Linked DNA regions of Sus scrofa: region 1 is linked to region 2. The links are chromatin contacts, called in public Hi-C maps. All regions are on one chromosome and are shown on one strand. Each heading gives the region's core, a stretch centred on a gene start, on an enhancer-like site or on the middle of the called end of the contact. The rest is flanking DNA. Distances are from core to core; before and after follow the strand shown.

Region 1 (5,297 bases), core at 507-3,006, about 18 Mb after region 2:
TGCTCATGTGCTCGAGGGAGGGGGTCAGAGGTGACACTCACAGCCATCAGTGCCTAAGCCTTCCAAGGTAGGTGGGATGTGCCCAGGCTATTTCCCTCCCCATTGTTGACTGCCCTTATCAAAATAGATACATCTGGTGAGCGAGGGCCTGGGATGCCAAATATATTCACCTGTTCTTGGCTCTGCTTTTTCCCCAAAGATCTTGGTCCCTGAAACAAGTACCACCTGCAGTATGTGTGTGCACCCATGATTGTACATACACATGCGTGTGTGTGCATATATGTACACATGTTTACAGTGTGCATGCCCTAGCTTTGGAGCCAATAAGAATGGAGACAGAAGGGACCTGGCTGGACGGGACCAGGCACGTCCAAAACCTCCACCTGCGGCCCCAGCTTGTCTTTGTGCCCGAGCCCAGCTGGCCGTGGTGAAGGCTCAGGTCTGGGGCTCCAGATGGCCACAGGCGCTTCTTTGCTGGTGGGTAGTGCTGTCTGGGCCCTCTGGGAGACTGCTGGGCTGCAGGGCTATGAGGGCAATGCCCAGGGCACAGCAAGCCTGCCTTCCTCCTCTGTAAACTTCTTGAGCATCTTCAGCCTCCCATCTCTCACAGACCAACTCAGAGGCTCCCCAATCAATTGTCTCTCTCTTCCGAATTCTTATAACACGTTACACCTCACTCTCAGCACCTGTCACAGACAGCCCCCTGTGACTCATGGTTACTAAACTGGGGGATGCTTGAGGACAAAGGCTCTGTCACAAGCAGTCCTCACTCTCCCAGGGGCCCAATCCCCTGCGCTGTTCAATTGAAACTGATGCTTGGATGGTGACCCTTCTCTCTTGCCATGCTCCATCACCTTCATCTAGTGCCAACCACCTGTCCTGCTCCTCTGGCTGACATCACTCATGCGGGTGTGTTCCCATCTGTGCGCTCTCTGGTGCCTAAACCATGGGCACCAGCTTTGACCACCAGTCCCTGATAGCCCTATGGGATCTGATTCCATGGGAAGGCAGTGGAGAAAGCAAAAAAAATTAAAAAATAAAAAATAAGACATGACTTTGGACAGTTTTACCCTTGCCTGTCCCTCCTCCAGCCTGGGTAATGTCTCAATGTTGGCAGATTCATCACTTCCTGATATTGTCAAACAACTTCCAGCCCAGTCTCATCCCAAAGCTTCACTTTCTCAGCCACTTTAAAGCCTCTCCCTGTTCCCGTTCCACCCTGACTCAGGGGAATGGGCTGTGGTTAGCTTCACTATGTTCCCTTCAATCTCCTTTTCTACTGACTGTGAAGCTTCTGGCTCCTCAGGGTTGGCACAGACAGAGAGGTGCGACAGAGAGCAGGAAGGTCCTTTTTGCCTGGATTATTGTAATCTGGCACTTGGGACCCCGCACTGAGGCACTCATATAAACACTGGCTCATTTTCTTGTGTTTGGGGGTCCTCCTGGGCTCCCCTGCTATGCCTTTATGTGGCTTGAGAGACACAGTCTCAAGCTGACAGCTTGTGACCTGCCCTCTCCGGCATTGTGTTCTGTGGGCCACCTCCAGCTCCTTTTTTTTTTGGTGACTGGGCCCTGGCAGGAAGCCTGCTTGGCTGGAGACCTTCCCAAGACAAAATCCAAACCTCCTGCCTTCCTAGGTGCACCTGGTCCCCAGAAAGTGGCCTGCGTCCTCGTCCTTTCTCAGCCTTCAGTGGAAGCACTGCTCTTCCCACTGTCACTTCCCTGTCCCTTGCCTCAGGCTGTCTTTATCCAGCCGCTTCTCCTTAGATGAACTCCAGGCATCAGCACAGCGTGTCCCACTCCCCAGTTTCATGTCAGGGTCCCCTCCTGGGAGGCTCCAGTTCCTCCTGTCACCAGGGCTCAGATTTCTGTGGCTCTGTATGCATCGGGCCAGAGGGGTGAGGTCACTCTCTCTGCGTGGGAAACACACACATTCTGTACCTGTGATCTTCTCCAAGCCCCCTGGTCAACCTGGAGCTGGGGGAAGTCCCCTCTCCCTGCCTGAGGATCAAGGGGCTCAGAGTGGACTCACAGACAACTCCAGCTCTGCGGAAATTCTCATCAGTCTCTACTGATCAATCCTCTTCCAGCCTGAGGGAAGGGCGGGCCTTAGGGACCAGCTTCCCAAATTTTTTGTCTGACTACCTCCTAAAATGATTTTGCAAAACCATGAAGCCTTTCAAGTATCTTTAAGCATTTTAACAGCTTTTATTTTTAAGCACTTAAGACTGACATCTAAAATGTCCCATCATGGAGTTCCAGTCATGGTTCAGCGGTTAATGAACCTGGCTAGTATCCATGAGGATGTGGATCCCTGGCCTTGCTCAGTGGGTTAAGGATCCGGTGTTGCTGTGAGCTGTGGTGTTGGTTGCAGACATGGTTTGGATCCCACATTGCTGTAGCTGTGGTGTAGGTGGGCAGCTACAGCTCCGATTCAACCCCTAGCCTGGGAACTTCCATATGCCGCAGGTGCAGCCCTAAAAAGATGAAGAAAAAAAAAAAAAAAAAAGAATGTCCCATCAGAAGGTGAAACAGTGACAACGGACAAGATTTCTGGTGTATTGAACATGATATATGTACTTTAAATATTTGTTCATCAAATCCTTGAATGGAGTTTCCTGTCATGGCGCAGCGGAAAAGATTCTGACTAGGAACCATGAGGTTGCGGGTTTGATTCCTAGCCTAGCTCAGTGGGTTAAGGATCCGGTGTTGCTGTGAGCTGTGGTGTAGGTCGCAGATGCGGCTAGGATCTGGCATTGCTATGGCTCTGGAGTAGGCTGGCAGCTGTAGCTCTGATTGGAACCCTAGCCTGGGAACCTCCATATGCCGTGAGTGTGGCCCTGAAAAGACAAAAGACAAATAAAAAAAAAACCTTGAAGCTGCAGATCTAGGTGATTTAGTTTATGGAAAGCAGCCACCATATAATGTAATTTGGCAAAAACTAAACAGCTAGATCAGAACTTTTCATAAAAAAAGGGAAATTCTGATTTCATTTTTCAGTTCAAATATATAAGTTAATGTGTACCGGGAACATATGCATTTCTTATGCCAAGATGGACTCGTGGTCAGCGAGAAAGCATAGGGTTTGTGGTGACTTGTCACTTGCAGGGCCCATTCCTGGCTTAGCTTTTTCCTGGAATCTTTCTCGCAGTCCTGTGTTTGGCCCTCTGAGGATTTAACATCCTGAGAAGATGCACCACAGCCAGATTCAGGATGGGCAAGGCCTTTCTTTGTTTTGTGGGAAACTGGAAAGCACCCGTGTACACTCAGCTACGTTGGTTTTAGGAAAGAATGCTTAAGACGGAGGGGCTGGAAAGTGATGTCTTCAAAGCTGTCAGTGCCTCCGTATTCTTGGAAGGGTTCCACAGGTCCCCAGGGACACCCCACTGGAAGAGAGCTGGGCTCACGGTGACTCTGTCTTTTGTGGTCACCCACAGAAGTGCTGCAATAGCTGGTTGCCCATTAGCATGTGGGTGCATTAACACCCTTTGTCTCAGACTCGAGGTCTCATCTGAGACAGGAACGATGGGCAAGAGGTGTGCGAGCACCTTGCTCGGCTCAGGCAGGGAGGGCCCTCAGTGCCCTGTGGGGGGGTCTGTGACCAGAGTCTGATATTGGCGGTGAGTCAGCCCCCACCATCCCTGCTGCCACAGTCCCTGCCTGCTGCCCCGCCCTGTGTGGGAAGGGGCGTGACGGGGAATTCTGGGCTGAGCCACCACGTCCGTGTGGTCAGGGCTTTAGAGTGGGTGGTGGTGGGAGACACAGCTGGCCGGCAGGGGCTGGGGGACGCCTCTGGGGGATGAGGCCTGGGCCAGGGCAGAGTGTGTCAGCCAAATGGAATCCCTGAGGCCCCATTTTCAAAGCCATTTGTGAGGCTGAGCTATTCCTTTGTCTGTGTCTAAGGACCCCCCACTCTAGGGCGCAGCCTGGGAAAGGGTGTGCAGTCAGGGCCAGTGTGGCCTCCAGAAGCAGCCGAAGTAGAAGCGGCAGCTGTTCTGTGCTGAGCCTCCAAGGAATCAGCCTCTCTGGCTCATGACCAACCTCCTGCTGGAGTTGGCCTCTGCCTGGGTGGTGAGCTTGCAGGACACAGAGATGTGCTCGGTCCAAATATCTCCCACACCAGCCTGTCATGGTGCCTGATGGGCCACCGTGGGAGAGAGACAGAGACAGAAGAGAGATACACACAGACACAGAAAGAGAGGGCGGACAGCTGTGGGAGCTGGCATGTATCGCTCCCCTCCTTCACTCCTCAAGACTGTGACAAGATGACGCAGAGTGAGCCCACTAGCCTCTGCAAGCCTCAGTTTTTTCTCAGTAAAATGGGGACAGAGTTAAGGGCCAAGAGGACCTGATGGGATGGAGAATGTGGAAGAACCTCGCCCACAGCAAGTGGCCAGGAGGGCCTTGTTTTGGAGGCAGAGAGGTCCACCATGTCCTGGCCTCTCCAGCTCACACACATTCTGAGTACTGACCTTTGACCCTCCTGACCACAGCTGATTGTGCCCACTGTGTCCCCTCTCCCCAGGGGCCAACCCACAGGCTGTCCTGAAACAGTCAAATGTGCTTTCGTGGGATTCTGGGTGAAGCAGATGGAGGCGGAGGGCTCCAGAAGCAGCACTGTGGGAAGAGCAGAGAACTGGAGGGGCAGCCTGAGACCTCTGATGCCAAGGCCCAGCCCCCCAGTGCCCGCAATCAGGTGCCAGCCCATACCTGGACTAAGGCAGTCATGATCAAACTTCAGTGAGGGACTTATTACAATGCAGGTTCCTGGGCCTCCCCCTGAAGAATGAGGGGGACAGGCTGTGTGGACCTGAGGCCTGGCATCAGAGCCCAGGGAGATGGTCCAGGTCACTTTGAAGCACACTCTGCCTCAAACCCCTCACCTCCCAGGCATTTTCCTTAGGCCGATCCTATGGAGGCCTGGGAAGAGACAGATTAACCTTGGTGAGGCTGGCTTCCCCAAATCACACTCCCCAGAAGGCAGCATCTTAAAACAGATCCCACCCTGAAGGGGGACCAAGGCTCTGGGGACACAAGACAGTGACAGGGATGAGTGAGGGGGAAACTGTGGATTCAGTGCCAGGGGAAGAGCGAGAAAAGTGGGATCTGGCCACAGAACATCCAGGACTCACCTGAGCCTGGGTTCAGTGTGGCCTCTCACCCTCCTGGAAGGTAGTTTCTCTTGGGTGGAAATAAGATCACCGCTTACTCCTGACTGCAGTGCTGCCTCAGGCCCAGCTTATAAGCATACAGAGCTCCTGGTAGGGGAAAGACCAGTTGTCATCAGGAAGACTAGT
Region 2 (6,001 bases), core at 866-3,365:
TGCTGGCTTACCCTGCAGGCTGTTAAGGCCCTCCTTTCCAAGACTTGGCACCTTTGAGAAACCTTTGCTCACGCATACATCAGAAAAGGGGGCAGCACGTGGAGCAATGAGACTAAGTCAACCAACAGGGTAGAGTGGGGTCTTGAATTCAGAAATTAAGTTGTCCGCCAGAGCCACAGCAACTCGGGATCCAAGATGTGTCTGAGATCTACACCAGAGCTCACGGCAACTCCAGATCCTTAACTCACCGAGCGAGCCCAGGGATTGAACCCGAAACCTCACGGATACTAGTTGGTTCGGTAACTGCTGAGCCACAATGGGAACTCCCCAAAGTGGTATTCTTTATCAACTTGTGTGATTCAGCAGCCTGAGGTTGCTATAAGACTCAAATGCCTGGGCTAACACTGCATCATTCATAGCAGTCATAATCAGGCTAATCTGGAATTCAAATCCAAGAGGAAGATCAAGATCAAATTAACAGAAGGATGTGCATGGCCTGAAGACTCTGGAGAAAAGGAATGATACCCCTATTCCTGGACTAAATCAGCTTCCAGCTCACTTCAGTCAGACTACTAACGCATCCTCAGTGACAGAATTCAGCCTTTACTCATAGAATTTGTAGGAATCTCCCTCTTTGTAAGGATTACAGGCATAGACACTCCATTTCACATGACATTCAGGCTCTGTACCACAGAAACCACCAAAACCTTTGAAAGGCTCTGCACACCTAGAGAACTAGCAACCCTAAATATTCTGCAGTCTTTCTGTCTCTAAGAAAATATATATTTTTTAAAATTCTAAGTTCCTTGTATATACTCTCATTAAACCCTCACAAAAAAAACCTCAGTGAGTTAACAAACGAGGACACAACAGGCACAGAGAAGTAATTTGACAAAGGCTGACAACTTTAAGGAGGTATAAGGATTTGGACCCAGGCAACGTCTGTTTCTATTCTAAAGGCAACGTCCATATCTTCTTGAAAAGATTTGATTCTTTAATTCTTCCCTTAAGAAGTGGGCAAAACACTTTTTGCAGACGAGTTTTAGTAACTTGTGTCTACTAACTTGTCTGGGGGTAATAACATGTTAGCAAGCAAATTCTGAGCCAGCTTGGAGCCCCGGTAGGTCGGCTGTTTTTTGTACTTTCCTTGACCCTAGTGGACCTTGCTTCATCCAACTGTGAAATCTCTAGGAATGTCTGACGAGTGGGGAACTAGGCGCTGAGTAAGGGAAACACGGAATTCTGCACTCCTCAAGGCTCTCCCCAAACCACAGGTGGACAGATCTGCAGGATAATCAAATTGCATGCACTACACAAATTCGCAAGGCTAAGATGCTGTCACACATTTGCAGTGATTTAGGATTACCTTCTTACTGATTGCAAAGGCTTGTGGAGTGGGTTAGTTGTGCTGCGTGCGTGAGTTCCAGCCTAGAGAGAGTTAATGTAATTAGTTGGGTCCAGGGCTGCAGGGCTGGAAGAGTCCTACGGGTTACCTGTGGCCAGCGCAAAGGCTGGGACGCTGTGGAAGCGCACCGGGCCGCGACTGCGGCCGCCCTCGCACTCCACGAAGGCGGTCACCAGCCCGCACGGGCAGTGGATGTTGACGAGGGCCTCGCGGGCGCCGGTCGGGGGCGCCGACACGAGGCCATAGTCGAGCGCGAAGCGGCCCAGCGCCAGCACTGCGTGGCCACACATGGAGCTGTAGCCCTCGTTGTGCAGAAACAGGACGCCTAGGTGCGCTTCCGGCAGCTCGCTGGGCACCAGCACAGCTCCGTACATGTCCCTGTGCCCCCGGGGTTCAAACATAAGCCGTCGCCGCACGTAGTCAAGGTGCTGGCGCATGTAGCGCCGCTTGGCCAGCAGTGTGGGTCCAGCCACCTCCGGACACCCCGCTAGCACGATTCGCAGGGGTTCGCCGCCCGTGTGCATGTCCACAACGGACAGCGCCGGCGTCCCCGGGTCGTGCGGAGGCAGCTGAGCCACCGGCAGCCTGCTTGCCATTGTCGTCGACCGGGAGATCAACCACTACGCGACCACCGGCGCTTTAAGCCGCAGGCCCACTCGCGTCGTCCGCGCCAGGGGGGGCGGGGCCACGGAGCTTATACCAGGAAGCGCGAGGCGGGGCGGGGCTTCGGGACGGTCACCGGGTTACCAGGAGGCGGGGCCGCCGAGGCGGCTTTGGCCCGGATGTCCGGGCGCTGTGGCGGGGTTGGCTGATCCCGGAGCTTCTCCCGGGAAACCTACAAGCTGCCGATGGGTGAGTGGTCGCCGAGGTCCTGGGAAGCGTTTCATCCTAGTCCCTGCTTCTTCCCTATGCTGCCAGCTCTGGGCTCGGCCCCAGCGGGTGGCCTCCGAATAGCAGCGAATCTTTGTCCCTTGTTTCCACCCGCTGTCGGCTGGGCCGAGGTGGGATGGGGATGGGCTGCGCTGCTCACTAGCCGCAGAGGGGAGACCGACTGCAGAGGGAGAACGGCTGCCTACTGCAGGGGAAAGGCCAGACCTTTGTTGTTTGTTCAGAATGTCACTTCAGCCCCTCTGTTTCAGTCCCTTTGTTTAACATTCCTGTGGGTTGACTCGACATTTAAAGCAAGGGCGTAAGTAAGTGCAGGAAAACAGTAAAGGAAGCAGAAACTAATTGCTGCATAACTGTTGTGTCCTGCTTCAGCATCTAACGTAAGTTTTTAGGGCCCTTCACAAAGAAGCAAGACGGTTGCAAAAAAAGTCCTTTAGACCTCCTTTAATAAGGGAAATGAAAGGAAAAAATGAGCGGACCCTGGGAGCCAGGGGTTTTTTTGGTCGATGATAAGCTGTTGCTTTCAGTTTATCATACCGGTTTTCAGGCTTTGGATTTGGGAAACTTTAGATTGTTTACACCCAGATGCATTTATTAAGCATCTACTAGGTGCAAAACCAGTATAGAAGAAGTTTCCAATTCTTAACTTCTGCTGTCTTGGAAAATCTGAAACAACTCGTTTCCATCTATAAGTTTAGAACCTTATGATTACACTTGGTGTATTACGATTGATTTAAAAATAAGTTTTAAGTAAAGAAGCCTATGGATTTTTTAAGAAGTCGGCAATTGGCAAAAGTGAAAATATTAAGCTTGAGGCATTTAAGTACTATTTCTGTCTTTCTCAACAGCACACGGAGAAAGAAAGAAAAAGTCTACTTGAACTTGAAAGAAGAAAGGGTATAGTGGATCAGGCAGTCTCTAGATTGTGAATTCATGAAGAATTTCGGAAAGGGTTGTTCAAGAATAGTCATAAAATGCATAATTTCTCAAACTAGCTCACATTTGACCCCATTTGTTTGGGATTTATTCCACACTGGGGTGTAGGTTCTTTGACGGAGTGACTCTGTAGTGTTCCTGTGTGGGTATTTTGTGGTCCCTAACCTGTGGAATCAGACACTTGATGCATGTTTACTGATGAGTGAATCCATGATCAAAGGGAATCAGATGTCACTGATATATTAAAAACAAAAACAAAAACCTTCCTTCAATAACTTCTTCCTGTAGATGAGGTCAATGACAGTTTGTAGGCTCTGAGTTTTTAGGTAAAAAGGAGCCACTTTTTAGGTTCTCCAAGCCTTGACATCAGGGGTTGATTCTAAAGCAGGGGTTCCCAAGTATTGGTCAGAGGCCTACGCCACCTTGACGAAATTGTCACCTGTCCTCCACAAAAATCACCGAAGTTAGGACAATTTACTAAGCTTCTTATGAATGTATTTATTTTAAAGTCCTTACCTATGTTCTGAAATTATGTGTCCCTTCTGCTTTTCTGGTATTAAAATGTGTTCTATCACGAAGAAAGGTGATAATAGATTTCGTGTGTGTGTGTTTGTCTGTGTCAACTTAATGTCCTGACTGTGCAGAATAAAAAGTGGTGATTGATAAGTCCTTTAGTTTTAAAAAAGGGAAATTCTAGACCATCTAATCAAGGGCAGTGGCTGGCTGGAGCCACTGGAGACCAACCAAGGTAGGCTTTGAGTTCTGAGGACAGAGTGTGCTCTGCTGTTTGGGGACCTTAATTTTTAGGAACAATATTAGCTACAAGGTTCCATATGACTTTCTGCAGTGTCACAGGGTAAAAGGAAAAATTTAAATAAATGCATCAAGACTTTTGTCTAATACATATTTTTAAATTGAAACTGTCTTGAGATACTTCGGCCAAATTTTCAGCTATTACTGATTTATTTTTTATAATCACAAGAGATGTTACTATACTGGCATTTGTTTTTAAAAAGCTGTCGATATTCAACCAGCATGCCTTGGACTTTATTGTGGGAAGACCCTGTTATTTAAAAATGGCTCAACAGAAATATATGGAGAATGTGGGGTAAGTGAACATTTATATATTATTTCATTTGTGAAACCTTTTTGCTTCTGAAATATTGTCATGTAGAAACTGTTTTCTTCAATGTACTCAACTTAGAATATGGAGGCATTAATAAAATCCTTATTTGTGTTGTTATATTGGTTGTGTATAATACATCTTCTGACAGTCACAATTACTATTTTTTAATTTGATAATTTTATAATAATTTCTAATGAACTTTTCATTAATATAGTACAGTGACTTGGACTGTAAGTTAACATTTACAACTCCAGAGCATTTCTCTGCAGTTACTTTCATTGTGTGAATAACTAGGTTTTTGTTGTTCAACCATTTTGGTGACTTAATAAAGAGAGTCATTTAAGGGCATTATACAGATATAGCAAATACAGTGTAGATTGCTTTTTATTTTACTTATACTCTCTCTTAGATGCACATGTAAATAGAAGTTTAAATTGAAGTGGGATGTCAGTGAATGATTTGTGGGGGAGGCGTTAAGGTTCTAAAATAATATCTGTACATAAAATACTGTTCTTATATATTGTAGGTATGTCCAAGAGGACAGAGAACAAATGCACAGAAATATTGTCAGCCTTGCACAGAGTCTCCAGAACTGTATGACTGGCTCTATCTTGGATTTATGGCTATGCTTCCTCTTGTTTTACATTGGTTCTTCATTGAATGGTACTCGGGGAAAAAGAGGTTAGCACTTTCTGTGAATCTTCCTGGATGGACTGATGTTGGAATAATTATCTTTTATAAGACCTTATCAAGCAATTTTACTTCTATTGTTTTAAAAGTGACCAACCTGTTTTTCCTTTATCTTCTGATTACCTTTGACTGTGGCAAGAAAACTTAATGATAGGGCATACCTCAGTAAATATTAAGGGAAATATCCTTTGTTTCATGCTGAGTGATTTTATGTATATTTTTATTTCTTAATTATAATCTTTATTGGTTTTCTACAAAGTATTGGCTATGATTACAAACTGTTTATTGTTCTAAAACAAATACTTTGCAGTTTAATTTAATACTAGTAATCTGGTATAATGTAGTTAAAATGTTATAGCTGCAATCTCGTTAAAAAAACTCATAGTAAAATATTAAATCAATAAAAATATGTTGAGCACTGTGTTTTATGTTTAGAAGATCAGGGGAGGAAACAAAAACATAACTGATGTGGCTTATAGTCACAGTCTTGTAGAGAAAACAAAGGCACACACAACTGATTCTAATATAAATCAGTCAAATGTAATTAAGCAAAAAGTATATAAAAGCATTATAAACAAAATGCTTTGGAATCACAAAGAATAGAAGAGATAAATTGTGCCTGGTGGCATCTGAAACACTTCAAAAAAGGAACATTCTAGGCAGACGCAACAGCATGAACACTGGCATAGAAGTGTGAAATGCGTGATCTGTAGTGGGTGAGAATGGCTGTAGTTGGGTGGTGAAATGGTGGATTGTGTATGAGAGAAAGGTAATATAAAGGGGAGTAAGAAAGGGGGTTGAGGCCAGAATGTGAGAGCTCTTGATGATGTGAACCTTATTCCCCTGGGAATGAGGAACCACTTTCTACCTTTTCAGCCAGTACATTTCAGCCATCCTGCCTGTTAGTTTCTCTAACATCTCAGCATCTTTCTTGCTTTATTTCGGTCCTGTCTCTT

The links. Hi-C and Micro-C count contacts between places; a contact is called where the count stands out from the background.
Region 1: a contact with region 2 is called in a Hi-C map of omental adipose tissue, with 12 times the contacts expected there. The contact joins the enhancer-like site here to the promoter of JKAMP in region 2. A contact is called at or near these places in 4 of 47 Hi-C or Micro-C datasets (mesenteric adipose tissue, omental adipose tissue, retroperitoneal adipose tissue and 1 more).

Annotation. Positions count from the first base shown.
Region 1 is chr1:206,466,410-206,471,706 of Sscrofa11.1, forward strand. No RefSeq gene overlaps it. Among named protein-coding and RNA genes, the nearest start is that of BNC2, 540 kb to the left of the region's middle. Within about 2 kb of position 1,757, at least 4 of the 83 cell types and tissues checked have an H3K27ac peak or open chromatin away from gene starts, as enhancers often do. A contact at or near this core is called in omental adipose tissue, where this site is marked.
Region 2 is chr1:188,596,341-188,602,341 of Sscrofa11.1, forward strand. It overlaps JKAMP (JNK1/MAPK8-associated membrane protein), which reads left to right and starts at 2,116. Exons shown (of 7, transcript XM_021102711.1): 1 at 2,116-2,257; 2 at 4,246-4,337; 3 at 4,882-5,036. The coding sequence starts at 2,254. The region is part of intron 4 of L3HYPDH (trans-3-hydroxy-L-proline dehydratase); the gene reads right to left.